Linked DNA regions of Triticum aestivum: region 2 is linked to region 1. The links are chromatin contacts, called in public Hi-C maps. All regions are on one chromosome and are shown on one strand. The core of a region is the stretch at or near the end of the contact, and the rest is flanking DNA. Distances in the headings are between cores, read along the strand shown.

The links. Hi-C and Micro-C count contacts between places; a contact is called where the count stands out from the background.
Region 2: a Hi-C map of leaf shows a contact between it and region 1, with 4 times the contacts expected there. The contact joins the promoter of LOC123079679 here to the promoter of LOC123074955 in region 1. A contact is called at or near these places in 2 of 5 Hi-C or Micro-C datasets (both in leaf).

What each region holds. Positions count from the first base shown.
Region 1 is chr3D:461,824,990-461,828,435 of IWGSC CS RefSeq v2.1, reverse strand. LOC123074955 reads left to right here and starts at 1,482. Exons shown (of 1, transcript XM_044497673.1): 1 at 1,482-2,011. The coding sequence starts at 1,560. The coding sequence ends at 1,823.
Region 2 is chr3D:462,003,419-462,007,102 of IWGSC CS RefSeq v2.1, reverse strand. It overlaps LOC123079679 (ABC transporter F family member 4), which reads right to left and starts at 2,314. Exons shown (of 1, transcript XM_044502479.1): 1 at 1-2,314. The coding sequence starts at 2,104.

The DNA of each region.
Region 1 (3,446 bases), core at 233-2,732:
CACATGCTTAGGTATTGGTGTTAGTTGCATACTCTCCTTGCCATGCTTACTATCTATTTGTGGATTTGATTAATCGATAAAGTGCTAATATTTCTAGCACTCTGAAACGAGTCTCTCTTTGTATCCACCCCCCTCTTCCGGCTGGTGTATAACATTAGTGTATTTGTAATGGTTACTAGTATGAATAGAATTGCAGGTGTTTCTTAAAAAAATAGTTACTCCTATATATATAAGATAAAATAAAGCTCATAATTTGATTCAAAAGAAAAAAGAAAGCAATGATTTGTGCATGTGTGGGTTACGAGCGTATCATGGCCCGGTCGATCGACCCATGTGAGCTTGCACTGGACGCGGGCTACGAGTTCCGGAATCTACTAACATGCGGGTGCCTCTGTGCTGACAGTACGTTAACACCGCCCGGCATTTTTTTTTCTTTTTTTAGGCAAGAACATCCAGCTAGCTCTATCAGGGGTTCTTTCGAGATGTAGCACCTACAAAACGAAACGATGTGTTTCCTCCAAAACTGGAAAAACAATACTAATTCCATTGGAACAGAAAAGGTGGTACAGTACTGAATAAACCAATTTCTAATCGGTTAATTAACATGCACTTATTGGGCAGTGTAGGAGCATTATGCATTTATGCTCTATGCTGCTAGAACTAACGATATATGTCGTGCTGGAATTCAAGGGAATAATTACTAGGTTCTCCGTATAGAACCGTTAGCAAGGAACCCCCGATCCGTACCAGCTCATTTTTGTGATAAAATAGACGTTTAAGAAAATAAGTTCGATTAGTGATAACTGTGCATGATTTGCTTTTGTTATTGCATGCTTGATTCCCTCTTCGGTTTGCACGTGGCTCTCTGCTAAATATATCAGGACGGCTCATGAGTGAAGCACTAACCCAATAAAAATGGCGAGCCCGGTCCTGAGATTCCTGTACATGCGCCTCATGAGTGCCATTTGTTTACGCTCGTAGGAAGCTTCCTAGCGACATCCGAAACGTACGGAGGGCATACAGTACTGAGCAGCCAGCCATGTCAACCAAGGGAGCAGCAGCCAGAAGTACGTGCCAAGTTGGCTATACTTTGCAAAGATGAGAGCACCACATCAGCGAAGACGAACGTTAATCTGGTAATCATCGAGATGCTCGTATGCTTAATTGATGGCCACGTCCACCAAGCAAGTCCTTAACCAGACGCGCGGGGCGGGTAGGAGCCATGCGCATGCACATGCACATGCATGCCGCTCGGCGCGCCATGGATATGCATGCACAAAGTCAATGGCCTTTGGAGCCAGGAACTGCCAGATCGCTCACAAATTTAATCTCTACTCCATGTTACAATAATTGTACTGCTGGTACTGGTGAACAGGCTCGTAATAGTTGGAAAAACAAATGGCAGACGAGCGTGCGCTGGGCGGGCCTATATATACATCGGTGGCGTCCTGTAATTCAATCAAGCAGGCGGTAGCATCACATCGTAGTAGTAGCTAGAGCTAGCTAGGTCTCCTCGACGGCTCGACCCCAGTCTCAGTAGTTTCTCTTCAAGAATCAAGATGTCGCAGAGGCCGGGGAGGCACCAGAGGAGGGCGTCGCAGAGCGTGTTCTCGCTGCCGGAGAACTTCGCCAGCCTGGAGGACGTGCCGGCCGACGGCGTCGGCGAGCAGCGGAAGCCCGCCGCGGCGGGGGCGGACGCCTCCGAGCAGCAGCCCGCGAGGGCGCCGGCGGGGCGCCACCGGCGGGCAATGTCGATGGCCGTGCCCTCCAGGGACCTGGACATGATCGCGGAGGACATGGGAAGCTACAAGTACGGCGCCTGATTAGTAGCTGTGTAGTTCACGTTTGTGTGTACGTACGTACGAGTTCTTCCCTGGCTGTTGGGTAGTGTCCTGTTCTGTTCGCCGTTTGGTAGTGTTGTTCTGTGCTTTGTTTTTCGTGCTTCTCTGAATGTGTACTCCTTCCTTAATTTGCTTGCCTGACCAGAGTAAAGAAATCCCGCTGTTGCAAATTTGCGGTGTTTGTGGCAAAGGTAGAAATTTACATACGTGCCTAGGTTAGAGTAATGCGGCACAGCTCTTCGGAAGCAGGATGATTTACTGATTTTTCATTACGAAAGTACGATACAGTATTACAGATGTGTATGGAACTCCTACCGTCGCTAAGCCGAGAGCGGAGAACCGTCGCTAATCCGATGCCAGACGGAGAACGGCGACGCCACGGTGGTGCCGGCCGGTGGGCGGGGCCAGCAAGACGAGTCGATGGTAGCAGATCCGGTGAACGGTGATGGAGATCATGGAGGTGACGCGAATCTTGCGAGGCTAGGCCAACGAACGGCGAGGTGGATCCGGTAGGCAACCCGACCTGTCACCGTGAAAAAACAAATAGAAAGTGACATGGGCACAGCGCTCGTGCTATCGTGCGCATGACCTCACCCGGCCGGGCTGCTCGAAGCCCCATCGCGCGCGCTCACAGCCTCCAGTTAGTGGGCCCGCCCAGGAATGCGTCCTTTTTTTTGCACCTAGTTTTTTCGAAGGTCGTTTTAATATGGATTCAAAAAAGAATGTAAATTCAAAATATGTTCACGAATTAAAAAATATCACGGATTGAAAATATGTTCACAAATTCGTAAAGTGCTCATGAATTCAAAGAAAGTTCACAAATTCAAAAATAATTCGTGGATTCAAAAATGTTGACGAATTCAAAATTTGTTCGTGACACAATAAAAATGTCCACACATTCAAACATTGCTCGAGGATTTGAAATAGTGTTCAGGAACTCAGAAACAGTTAACGAGCTTGAAATATTATTCGTGAATTCAAAAAATGTTCATGAACAAGAACTGTTTGTGGATTTAAAAAATGTTAACGAATTCGAAAAATATTCATAAGTTCAAAATATCATCACGCTCTTGAAAAATGTTCATGAATCCCAAAAGTGTTCGCGTATTTGCAAAAATGATCAAGGATTTGAAAAAAATGTTCACGAACAATTTTTGTGTTTTGGGAACGATTTTCCAATTTGAGAATAAAAAAATTAAAAATTCCGGAAAATACGACCATTTTTTATATAATAGAATTTTTTGAAATCGCACATGAATATTCCTTTTTTATATTTTGAATTTTCTGAAAATCCCAAATATTTTGAAATGATTTATGAAAGTACGATTGATGTTATAAATTTATGAATTAATATAAACAAAAAATAAGAAAACAAAACACACAAAAAGGAAAACCCAGGCAAGAAAACAATAACTCATGAACCTTCTAGAAGGTACCAAAACCGCTCGCACGCTCTCTTCGCTCGATCTCTCATGGGGGGCCATCTACCTATGCACGTGAGCGATGCACAGCATTTCTGTGCTGGGCATGTGTGTCAAATACTCACCGCTCAAAAAAATATGTGTCAAAAATATGTGGCGGTCCATGCTAGCGCGCGCCACTACT
Region 2 (3,684 bases), core at 1,065-3,564, 180 kb before region 1:
CATATTTAGTCACCGTGCCATCCTCCACAACCCATATCTGGCTCTTCTCCTCATCGTCACAAACTCGAGATATCAACCGTGAGTCATGGCTAACCAAGACCACACCTCCAGTGAATTCATCCAGAGCGTCTGCCAAAGCATCAATACTTTGCATATCCAAGTGATTTGTAGGCTCATCCAGTAGGAGAATGTGAGGATTCGACATTGATATCGAAGTGAACACAACACGGGCCTTCTGACCACCAGATAATTTAACAATGGGAGTAAGATGGTTGTGACCTGGCAAGCCAAATTTTCCAAGCTTGCCACGGACAGCCTCCGCTTTGCTCATTCCCCCCTGGTCTGGGTGGAGCCTGAGCAAATACTGAACTGCATTTTCCTCCATCGTCAACAAGTCAACAAAATGCTGCGAGTATCGTCCAATCCTCAGCTTCTGGCTCCTTCTTGCCTCTCCTTCGGATGGGTTAAGATCACCAGCAAGTAAATTTAGAATAGTAGACTTTCCTGCTCCATTTGGCCCAACAATGGCAACACGTGTTCCCATGTCAATGCCAACATCAACATCTGATAACTTGAAGTCCGGACGGTTGGGGTAGCCAAAACCCACATCAATGAGCTGAAGGAGTGGTGGTGTGAGCAAAGTGGGTTCTGGGAAGTGGAACTCAACTTTGTAGTCATGCCACTTTTGTGGCAGATCCGCTGGCTTCACGTTATCATCATCAGTTGCCACATTCTTTCCCTTCCCCTTCCCCTTGGCAACTTCTTTGTGGGCCTTTGACATTGCTTGGTCTTTAACCTTATCTTGTGCAGCCTTGCTCCCAGTCTTCCTTGCTGCTTTCATCTGCTTTTCATACACCTCAAACTTCTTGTTCATCTCCTTCCTCTTCTGCTCATACCCGCTCTCAAAGTCATCAAAATTACCACGGTAAACATGCAGACTCTTATCGTGCAAATGAATGATATCATTGCACACTGTGTTCAAGAAGTCCCGGTCATGGGAAACCACAATTAGGGTCTTCTTCCACTGTGAGCACAAGTACTGCTCCAACCAAAGCACAGCTCGGAGGTCCAAATGGTTGGTAGGCTCATCAAGGAGCAGCAATGTTGGCTGCATGAAGAGAGCACGGGCAAGCGAGATGCGCATCCTCCAGCCACCACTGAAGGACTTTGTGGACCTTGCCTGCATTGCCTGATCAAACCCCAGCCCCGCAAGGATTTTGGACGCACGCGCTCGTGCAGCATCAGAATCGCATAGATTTAGCTTCTCGTATACCTCGGCAAGCTTCTCGTTGTCATCGGGATCATCAGAGGCCTCAAGCTTTGCCTGCTCAGCCCGGAGCGCCGTAAGCTCCTCATTGGCTGCAACCACCGCCTCGGTTGCCGAGCGGTCATCACCAACAATCTCCTGCTCCACAAGCAGGACATCAATGTTCTTGGGCACGGGCACCTGCCGCCAAGAGAGCAGCTTCAGGAGGGTAGATTTGCCCATGCCATTGGGCCCCACGAGACCGTAGCGGCGACCATGCGAGATCCGGAGGGAGGCGCCCTTGAGTAGCTCCTTTCCTCGCGCAGAGACAGAGAAGTTGTCGAGCACGATGTCCTTGATGTTTCCATCGGCGGCATCGCCCTCGGCAGCGGATCCGGGGACGCGCGCTCCGATGACGACGGAGAAGGCGTCGCGGTCGTCGCGGAGCGCCTCCCGCTTGGCAGCCTCGGCGACGGCCGCCGCCATCATCTCGCGCTTCTCCTTCTTCTTCGAGTCCTTGTCCGAGGGCGCGAGGGCGTTGAGGTCGACGGTGGCGCGAGACGGCTTGGGCTTGGCGGCGACGGCGGCGACGTCGGCCTCGTCCTCCTCGTCGTCCGACGGGGGCAGGTCGATGCCGCCCATGTACGACGACGCGGGCGCCTTGGAGGGCTTGGGCTTGGGCGCCGCCTTGGCGGGCTTGGATTTGGGCGCCGTGCCGTCCATCGAGGCTAGCATGGCCGACACGGAGAGAGGTTTTTCCTTCTTGCTGGCGGCGCCCGCGGCCGAGGAGGACGAGGGGGCGTTCTTGCGGCTCGTGGCGGCGGCTGAGGTGGACGAGGAGGCGTTTTTGCGACTCATGGCGGCGGCGGAGGAGGAGAAGAACGGCGATGTTGCGGAATTTGGGTTTGGCTGTGGCGGATGGGGTCCGGGTGGGTTGGCGGCGCGACGGGCCGGGAGGAGGCGGGGTGGCGGCGGCGGCGCGCTAGGGTTAGGTTAGGGTTAGAGCTCCGCGCGGACGGGGTGTGAGGACAGGAGACCGCACGGGTCGGCGAGGCCGGCTTATTTTCCTTTTTTTAGAAGTCAAAATATGGCTTCTAAGGGCCTCTTTGGATCGGGTGAAAAAACGAAACTTGCCGTGCGCACGACGCTTCCTTGCCGATAAGCACACGATACTCGAATCGACCGCGGTGGAAGTGCTGGCAAACTGCATCCAACGGTGGCCGCAGCAGCAATTTTATCGTTCGCATAGCAGTGCTTGTGGACAAAAAAAATGCTGAGTCAGTTATGAATTCAATTTTATCTAGAAACTACTCCCTCCGTTTCAAAATAGATGAAGTTGGGTCATCTATTTTGAAACGGAGGGAGTAGTAAGCATGTACGTGCAACACATGATATATCCTAACTGAGCTTCTTGGCACCAGCGTTTTCATGCATGGAGCGACATTTATTCTTCGTAGCTGCACCTGATATCATGGAGGAGGGACATCGCAAAAATCGAACCAAGAAAAGCAACATAGAAAGAAGTCTTACAAGGATACAAACCCAAACTTCACAAGATAGCGAAGGCAGCCGGAGGTGAGGTGTAAGGTGGATGCGCTTCTTCGGCCGCCTTCAATAACCCATTCACACTCGTTTTTTAGATATACTTAGCTGCACTGGATGATACAAATACATGGACTAATTAAGGGGATAGTCCAATTAATTAGTTGGGACAAACCCAAGCAGATATAACTCTACGCTGGGCAATGATGCTTACTGTAGACCTTTGATATGATGAAAGCACATGTTTCCTAAAAAAAGATGAATAGACAACTTCCATTTTATCATAATGGTTGTTCAGATTAGCAAATCCAAAACCTTTACAAATCCTCATAATGCTCAGCTCCACTAAAATAATTAAGTTGATGCATGAGAAATAATATTGACTATTTCTTTATGGAAACAGCTAACCAACAAAGAAATATATTTTGAAGAGAACCATGTTCACAACATGGTGCTCCTTCCCTCCCAGAGCCGCCACCAAGAAAGCAAATTAATTTTGTATACAACTTTTTTAATGCCCCATTAAACGCCAATACTACATCAGGCTGAGAACTGCTATACCTACTGTCTTCAACAAGTCGAAAACGTCTTCCTTGTTGCACATACCCAACAACAGTAGCAATAATCAACCCGCCATACTTTTAACAATCACACCCAACCCTCAACTTTGCTTGTTGGATCAAAGGAGCCGTCAATATTTACCAGTAAAATGAAGACGATTTGTTATCTCTGTAAGCTAGACATTAATCTATATTTTGGGGGAAACACATTATGTGATCTTTATTATTTTACAAGTGTAAAAATTATATTCAAAGTGAACGCAGCCCCAAATGGAAAAGAGAGACACTTGGCACACCGGAAAAGTGGTGTGTGTCTCACCAGAAACATGACACATA